Regions from separate parts of the Anser cygnoides genome. Here region 1 is linked to region 2. The links are chromatin contacts, called in public Hi-C maps. All regions are on one chromosome and are shown on one strand. Each heading gives the region's core, a stretch centred on a gene start, on an enhancer-like site or on the middle of the called end of the contact. The rest is flanking DNA. Distances are from core to core; before and after follow the strand shown. Region 1 overlaps RAP1GAP2 (RAP1 GTPase activating protein 2). Region 2 overlaps MNT (MAX network transcriptional repressor).

Region 1 (3,392 bases), core at 827-3,326, 130 kb after region 2:
AGCTTGTCAAGTGTCAGCAAAGTCTTCTGGCAATGTGTGTGCCCTAAGTCGAGCATTTTGCTGGATTTTTTTCCTTGGTATAAAGATTGGAAGAAAGCACGCTAATTAACTTGTTTGTAAATCAGGTTTGTAAAACTTGGGCTTGTTTTGTGGTGCAAAGAAACGTCAGCTTCGGGGATGCCTGGCCCCTTGCCACTGCCTTTCGGAGCGCCGGCTCTGGGGCCCTGACCACGCTGGGCTCACCCCTTGAGCTGCTGTTTGCTGACCACTTCCTCAGCTGCAATCGAGTGGCACAAGTGCAGACTGGAGCCCTTACCTTCACCTTTGCAGGGAGTTTGGGGTAATCCAGGCTTCGCTTATTTGTTCTTCTCTGCTGTGGCAGTTGCAGGGAAGAGATAACAGCTAACCAGAGAGTAACACAGGAAAAGTGTCATCTGCTGGCTGTTACACGGCTGTGCTGCCGCTGGAGTACTGAGGGCTGGCTGATGGGGGAAGCAGGGTGCTGACTTTTTTTAAAAAAAATGTCAGGATCGGGTTCTGTGTAGTGATAAATAAAGGTTATGGGTATGGGAGAAGCCCTATTCCCCATGTGCTGCTGGGAAGGTCCCAGGTGAGGCTGGCAAACAAATTCCCAGGGGTCCCGTCAGGAAGATGCCCCTCGCAGCCGTGTGTTCCCTGCAGAGTGCCCGTGCGGTGCCTGGAGCCGGCCGGCTCGCAGTGCGTGCAGCGCCGCCGTCCTCAGTGCGCGCAGGGCCTGCAGCCGCGGCAGGGGCATGCTGTGTGCCTGTGCCAGCCTCTCCTTGCAGCGTCCCCCAGCTCCGCGCCATCCCGCAGCCCTTCTGGAGTTTTACTGGCAAGGCAGCAGCCTGCCGCGGCCGTGTACCTGCACCTCTTCATCTTCTCACAGTCATTTCGGGTTTGCGGCCGACACGCCCTTCCTGTGGAAACCTGGTGAATAAGCACGAGGGGTGGCCGGGCACACCCAGGCACCTCTTTCTATGGGCTGTAGTTGCTATTTCCAGCCCCGAGCTGCGTGTGAGTTGTTGTTATTTTTCTCTCTGCCGGCTGCATCTGTTCCCACGGGGCCGCAGGAGCAGCGTGCCTGTCCCGGGGTGGCCGGGGCTGAACGCAGCGCGGACGTGGCGACGGGCAGCCAGGGGTGTGGTGCCGCGGTCGGTGTCACCCCGGTAGGTGCCGGGCCGCTGGCTGGGGAGCGCAGAGCCTGCGGGGGGCTGCCGCCGGGCCCTGTGCCCAGCCACGGCACGGCCTCAGCCCCTCTGCGGGGAGGCCCAGCTGCGTCGGCAGCTCCGTCCTCCTGGGCGCTGCTCCTGGGTCCAGGGGGCAGAGACGCCCCGAGGTCTGTGCTGTGGGGAGGAGAGCCGGGGGCGTGCGCTGTTTCACATCGCCCCACCTCGGGAGGGGAGCGCTGCGAGGGCCTGACCACGCTGCTCGCTCAGTTTAGTCATCTCGCAACTGCGGTTTCCCCAGCTGAGGGTTTTCTTTCTTGTATTCTTTCTTCTTCTTTTTTTTTTCTTTTTTTTTTTTCCTTCTCTCTCCGTGAGGCAAAATAACAGCAACTGATTTTTCTTCTCATGCTTCCTTCCTGACGGAACCCAAACCGCTGGGCACAGCCCCGCTGCCGGCGCGGGCCTGCAGGAGCCGTCCCCAGTGCCCCCGTCCCCCAGCTCGCTGGCCCCATTACAGAGCTCAGCAGCAGATATCTCAGCAGCATGCTTCAGCGTTCAGCCCGACTTAATGTTCAACAAGATCTGTAGGCAGGCTGGTTAAATATTAAGCACTAGTAGCAGCTGACCCGGGTCTGTGTACGAGCGGCAGTGTGCCAGGTCTCTGGAAGCCGTGAGCACGGGCAGATGCTGGTGGGGGGCCCGCAAGGATGGAAGGGGCGACAGCTTCAGTCTGTGCTGCGGGCGGGGAGCCCCCCGCTGACCTGGGTGCCTCCGGGCTCACCCGGTGCTCCTCAGCCACAGAGGAGCTCCCGCAGGTTTGGGGCTCTGCCCCTGCAGCAGACAGAGCAGGGCAGGGGCCAGGAGGCGCGGGGAGCGCGGTGGCTTTGCCCACGGGCAGCATGAACGTGCCAGGCAGGACCCCCGGTGCCGGCACAGCCCAGCCTGTGGCAGGGCGCGCGGGACCTGGCCCCACTGCGCCACCCGCCCAGCCCGGGAGCAGGGGGAGGTACGGCTGCTGGTGCAGGGGAAAACGCATTTCTGCGGCCTTGCAGTGTTTTCTGTGATCGCAATGCAGAAACCAGTAGTGTTCTGTTGGTTTGGTTTGGTTTGGTTTTTTTTTTTTTTTTTTTTTTGGTGCACCATGTAGCAGACAACACAGAATTTGCAGTTACTGTCAAAAGACATAATTTTGCACTTTGAGACATTACTATGATTTGCATTAATTAATATTAATATGGCTTTTAACCATAATAATTCTGTGGAGACAGGCGCTTATTACCAGTGCTAAATACAGAAGCGATGCGGCTTGGGATCCCAGCCCCGCAGCAGCCGGCCGGGCTGCCCTGCGCTGCTCCAGCTCCAGGGCTCGGGGCGGCTGCGGGTGCTCGCAGCGAGTGCGGGCACCTGGGCTGGGCGAGGTGCGGGGCCGGGGCAGCGCTGCGGGGCCAGGCACGGACCCGTGCTCACGCAGTGGGGCAGCCCGGTCAGCTCTAAAGGTCGTGTGCCTTGCTGCGCCTGGAGTCCTCACCCGTGGGACCGTGCTTCTTGTAAGGCTGCAGGGCTGGGCTGCGGGGTCAGGGGCGATGTTCTGGTGCACCTGCGTTGTCTCGGGTCTGTCCTCATTAAATCCGTGCTTTCTGGGAGGCTTGGGATCAGGGCTACATGGAAGGGCTTGGATGTGGATAAATGAATTTGGGAGTGTGATGGGAGAGCCAGACCTTGAGTAGAGCTAAGGGGGAAACACAGGAACAAGCTGGCCGGGGAGGCAAGGGACGGGCTTCGTTCCTCGGGTCCTCAGGTGAACGTGGACACCTGAGGAGGATGGGTCCCGAGGCCGGACAACCCGTGTCGCTGTACCATCACCAGTAACGCACTGCTCTGCTCTCTCCCCAGGATCGACAAGACAATGCTCGCCAGCCTGAAGATGAAGTGAGTACCACAATTTTCTCTTATAAAGCCACTCTCCTGTGACATGCACGGTGGCCAGTGATGGCCTAGAGCAGAGGGAGGATGCCCTGCCCTTAAAAACCAAGCAGCCAACTGAACCCACCCCCATACACGGGGCAGGTCAGGGTGGCTGTACCACAGCCGGGGGCTCTCGGTGCCAGCCCCGCGCTGTGCCTGTGCCCGTCCCCGCGGCACCGGCCTGGGCAGAGCGGAGCCGGGCAGGGCGGTGTGTCTGTCCCCTCCCTGTCTGCCTGCTCG
Region 2 (3,713 bases), core at 1,043-3,542:
TATTTCCCACTTAAGTACTACTAAGATTATGAGGAATATTTTTTCATTTCAGGAGTGCTGCAAAAATCATTTATTTGATGCTACCAAAGTATTCTGAAGCCAAGAGGAGCTATGCAGAAGATACTATTTTAAATAATAGTTTCCTAATTCCTTGTATGAATTCTAGCTAGGCTAGAAGAAGATCTTGAAGCAAAACCATCTAGACAACTTTTATTTTCTTTTGGTGAGGAATTACTCATTGCAGTTCTACTACACAAGTCCATAACGTTGCCACTGAGCTGCCAGCTCCTCAGGGCAAGATTTAAATCAAATCCTCTTCTGCTTTTTTTTATTATTATTTATTAAATCAGGAAACTATTTATATTCATTTCAGGCTTTGTAATCTTCTCCAATCCACTGTTAAAAAATAACAAACAAAGAAAAGAATACCCAAAGCTGAATGTTGACTCTAAAACCCCTTTTCCAGCCTCCTATTTAATCAGCCTTGTGGCATACTGGAAAATAGATCATTTAGTTCCACATCATTATTATGGGAATAAAAAAATCTTACAGTCAGGCTTAAAGCACCTAAATACCTAAAGCCACATTCTAATCTGTAAAGCACATGGGTGTAAAACAGGCAGGCAATTTTTCATTTCCTTGGGGCACCATTGTTTATGGTGACTGGCAAGGGCTTTCTGTATTTCATCAGGCCCTTTATGAGCACACTGCCAGGCACGTAAAGCTGCACCCGCTGCATTAGTGATCGTATGTGCAGTGGTACATCTACCCCAGCAGAAAATGGAAATGTGGCTGCCGAGGGGGGCAGTGGAAGGACTGACTGAAGGAAATCTGAAATCACTGGCTACTGTTTAGAAATACACAGGACATAACATGACGTACACTGAAATTAACATGAATTTGGTTGTGCTGCCAGTGAAAGCCACTGCAATTGAAGTAAATTGTTAGTTTTACCCTTAAAAAGTCTTGTAAAACACTCCCTTTGCCTAACCAGGAGATAGTCACCTGTCTGCTGTCAGGGTTTCTAACCATCAGAGAACAGAGGGTGAGGAGAGGCCCCTACAACACAGAGAAGGCTCCCATCTTCTTGTCATAAACAGCAAACCAACCAACCAACCAACCTCTACAGTGTTACAGACGTTTAGGAACCGGATTATATGACACCCCTGATGGCACCTGGCTGGGCTCAGTTACAGGCAGTGCGTTCCAATTGTATGTTCCCTCAGCAGCTTTGCCAGTGGCATCTGAGAATGTGAGATTGTTGATAAAAAAAAAGCCTCAAAGTACATTAATGACAAAGTGATAATATCTTTGAACTCATTTGGGTTTGTTTCTTTCACATGCTGTTCATCAACACTCTAAAATCAAAATAAACAAATGTAAATACTCCCTAGCTGAACAATGCTGACAATGCTGGCAAAAAACATCAACAGAGATTGAAGACAATTAAAACGGCAAAAAAATCTCTGGGGAAGGACCTATCTTAGATATTTTGTTTTGAAATACGTAAAGCTGACCATTCTTTTCTTCGCCTTCCCTCCTCTCCCCCCCCTCTGGGCACTGTCTTCATCCGTGCATACCACTGCATTCATTGACTGCCCTTAGGAAGGTTACAGAAAAACACCTTCTGATGGCAGCGTCCTAAAAGCAGCCACATTAAAATACAAGAAGAAGGCACAGAGTCCTGATCCCTGTATATTTCACAAATATTTGAAGAAAAGACAAAGGCATTTCTAGACCTAGCCAGCAAAAAAAAGCTTGTTATTTTGTTTTTCAAAATAAATAAATGTCAGGGACTAAAATTGCCCGGCTTATTCTGTGCACCACGCAGAGATTACGGCTGTCCCTAGCTCTGCTGGGGGAGCTGCACGAGCCCACAGCGGGCAGGGGCAGGAGCGGTGTGCACCCCCGGGCGCCCCGCAGGTGGGTGGCAGGGGCAGCAGCACCAGGCAGCGCTACCAAGCCCTGAACTGGGAGTCTGCATCCTGGCACCGACAAGCAGAAACTCGACCTGATAAAGCCTTTCTTTCGCCGAGCTCCCTCGCACTGAAAGAACATTTCCCTTCCTGCACAGGGCCAGGCAGACATGGGGGCGAGACGGGCAGCGGGTGTCGGGAGGCGAGCGGGGTGCCCGCGTCTTTGCTCTTTGCGGGCAGCATCTGCGAAACGCTGCCCACACTTCGCAAGCCGCAGGTAGTTATGGCAGCCACCGGCTGATCACACGGCGCTGTGTCGTACAGAGGCGGGCTGGCGGTGTGCTGACTGCGGAGCGGCAACACGAGAGGCTGATTTAAAAACACAGACACGTAAGCAAGGCAGAAACCCCACCTCCACGTGATTGCCTGAGAGGGATCAAACGGGTGGAAATGCCACAGATAGACACACTCCTCCCCGCATAATTGTTGCTACCACAGCTGTGGTGGGGAGAGGGGGAGGAGAGCGGATGATGCAAGGAGCTTGGCATCGCACTCAGCAGGCGCACGGCTGCTCGCTTTCCAAAGAGGCGAGGCGGCCGGCCTGGGCGCGGGCCTGGGAGCAGGCCTGGGCGCTGGGCCTGGGTGCTGGGCCTGGGTGCTGGGCCTGGGAGCAGGCCTGGGCGCTGGGCTTGGGTGCTGGGCCTGGGCGCTGGGCCTGGGAGCAGGCCTGGGCGCTGGGCCTGGGTGCTGGGCCTGGGCGCTGGGCCTGGGAGCAGGCCTGGGCGCTGGGCTTGGGTGCTGGGCCTGGGAGCAGGCCTGGGCGCTGGGCCTGGGTGCTGGGCCTGGGAGCAGGCCTGGGTGCTGGGCCGGCCTCTGCTCTTCCTCTAGAAGCTCCCAGCCTCGGCAGCCCGCCTGCGCCCACTGCGTCCAGCCGCTGCATGATTTACGCCAGCAATACCGGTTCCCAGTCACTTATTTTCAGAGCTCATTAAAAAGGGTAATTAAATGGTTGTAGCATCCCCAGCCTTAACCCTTTTTAGTAGATGAAGTGGATAATTAGGCATTGTTAGCTCCGTTTTGCATCTATGGAAACTGGTGAGAGAGGCTAATGCAAGGTCACGGGGCTACTCTGAGTCAACTCCGGACAATAATACACCAGTTACTAACTCTTTCACCCAAAAATGTTGGGATGTTTTTGTTAATTCCAAGGAGTTATACATCAAAACTGCTATTCCTGTATTATCACTGAGAAATCTCATACATAGTGGTAATTGCATGATCTGAATCAAGTCTTTGAGAGCTGGAAATGAACACTCGCCTTTATTTTTCATCTGCCAGGTGAGATAACCACCTACTCTCTATAGGAGCTGGTATTTCTGTGTGATGTAACCAACTCTTCTTACACCCCTACTCTTGTGCCAATACACAAGGAAGCAGTCAGATGTGACAAATCTGATACCTGCCCTGTGGAACTGAGTTTTAAGTTATTAATTGTAGCCGCCTAGGTACAGCCACAAAACCCTGCAACCTGTTCTCCGCTGGAGTTTTTCATTCACACTCACTGCAGCAGCAGTGCTGAGATTTCAGACAAGACTCTACCCTGAGCACACCTTTCCTGAGCCGTTCGTGAGTCACTGGATACTGCAGTTCAGACTGCTGTATCCTTCGAGCTATATATAGATCTATTCCTACAAACTATTATCTCACTTTTGGCCAGTCAGCTTGCTTCATTCATAACTGTTTATCTTGCCCTAACCGGCAGCCTAAAGATGGAACACGATTTTCAGACTATGAGTG

Evidence for each region. Hi-C and Micro-C count contacts between places; a contact is called where the count stands out from the background.
Region 1: a Hi-C map of liver shows a contact between it and region 2, with 4 times the contacts expected there. The contact joins two enhancer-like sites. A contact is called at or near these places in 2 of 7 Hi-C or Micro-C datasets (both in liver).

The regions. Positions count from the first base shown.
Region 1 is chr18:12,552,170-12,555,561 of Taihu_goose_T2T_genome, forward strand. RAP1GAP2 (RAP1 GTPase activating protein 2) reads left to right here. Exons shown (of 26, transcript XM_066979512.1): 3 at 3,081-3,116. The coding sequence starts at 3,094. Among named protein-coding and RNA genes, the nearest start is that of RAP1GAP2, 21 kb to the left of the region's middle. Within about 2 kb of position 2,077, at least 1 of the 3 cell types and tissues checked has open chromatin away from gene starts, as enhancers often do. A contact at or near this core is called in liver, where this site is marked.
Region 2 is chr18:12,419,864-12,423,576 of Taihu_goose_T2T_genome, forward strand. All of the region lies in intron 3 of MNT (MAX network transcriptional repressor), which reads right to left. Among named protein-coding and RNA genes, the nearest start is that of MNT, 16 kb to the right of the region's middle. Within about 2 kb of position 2,293, at least 3 of the 3 cell types and tissues checked have open chromatin away from gene starts, as enhancers often do. A contact at or near this core is called in liver, where this site is marked.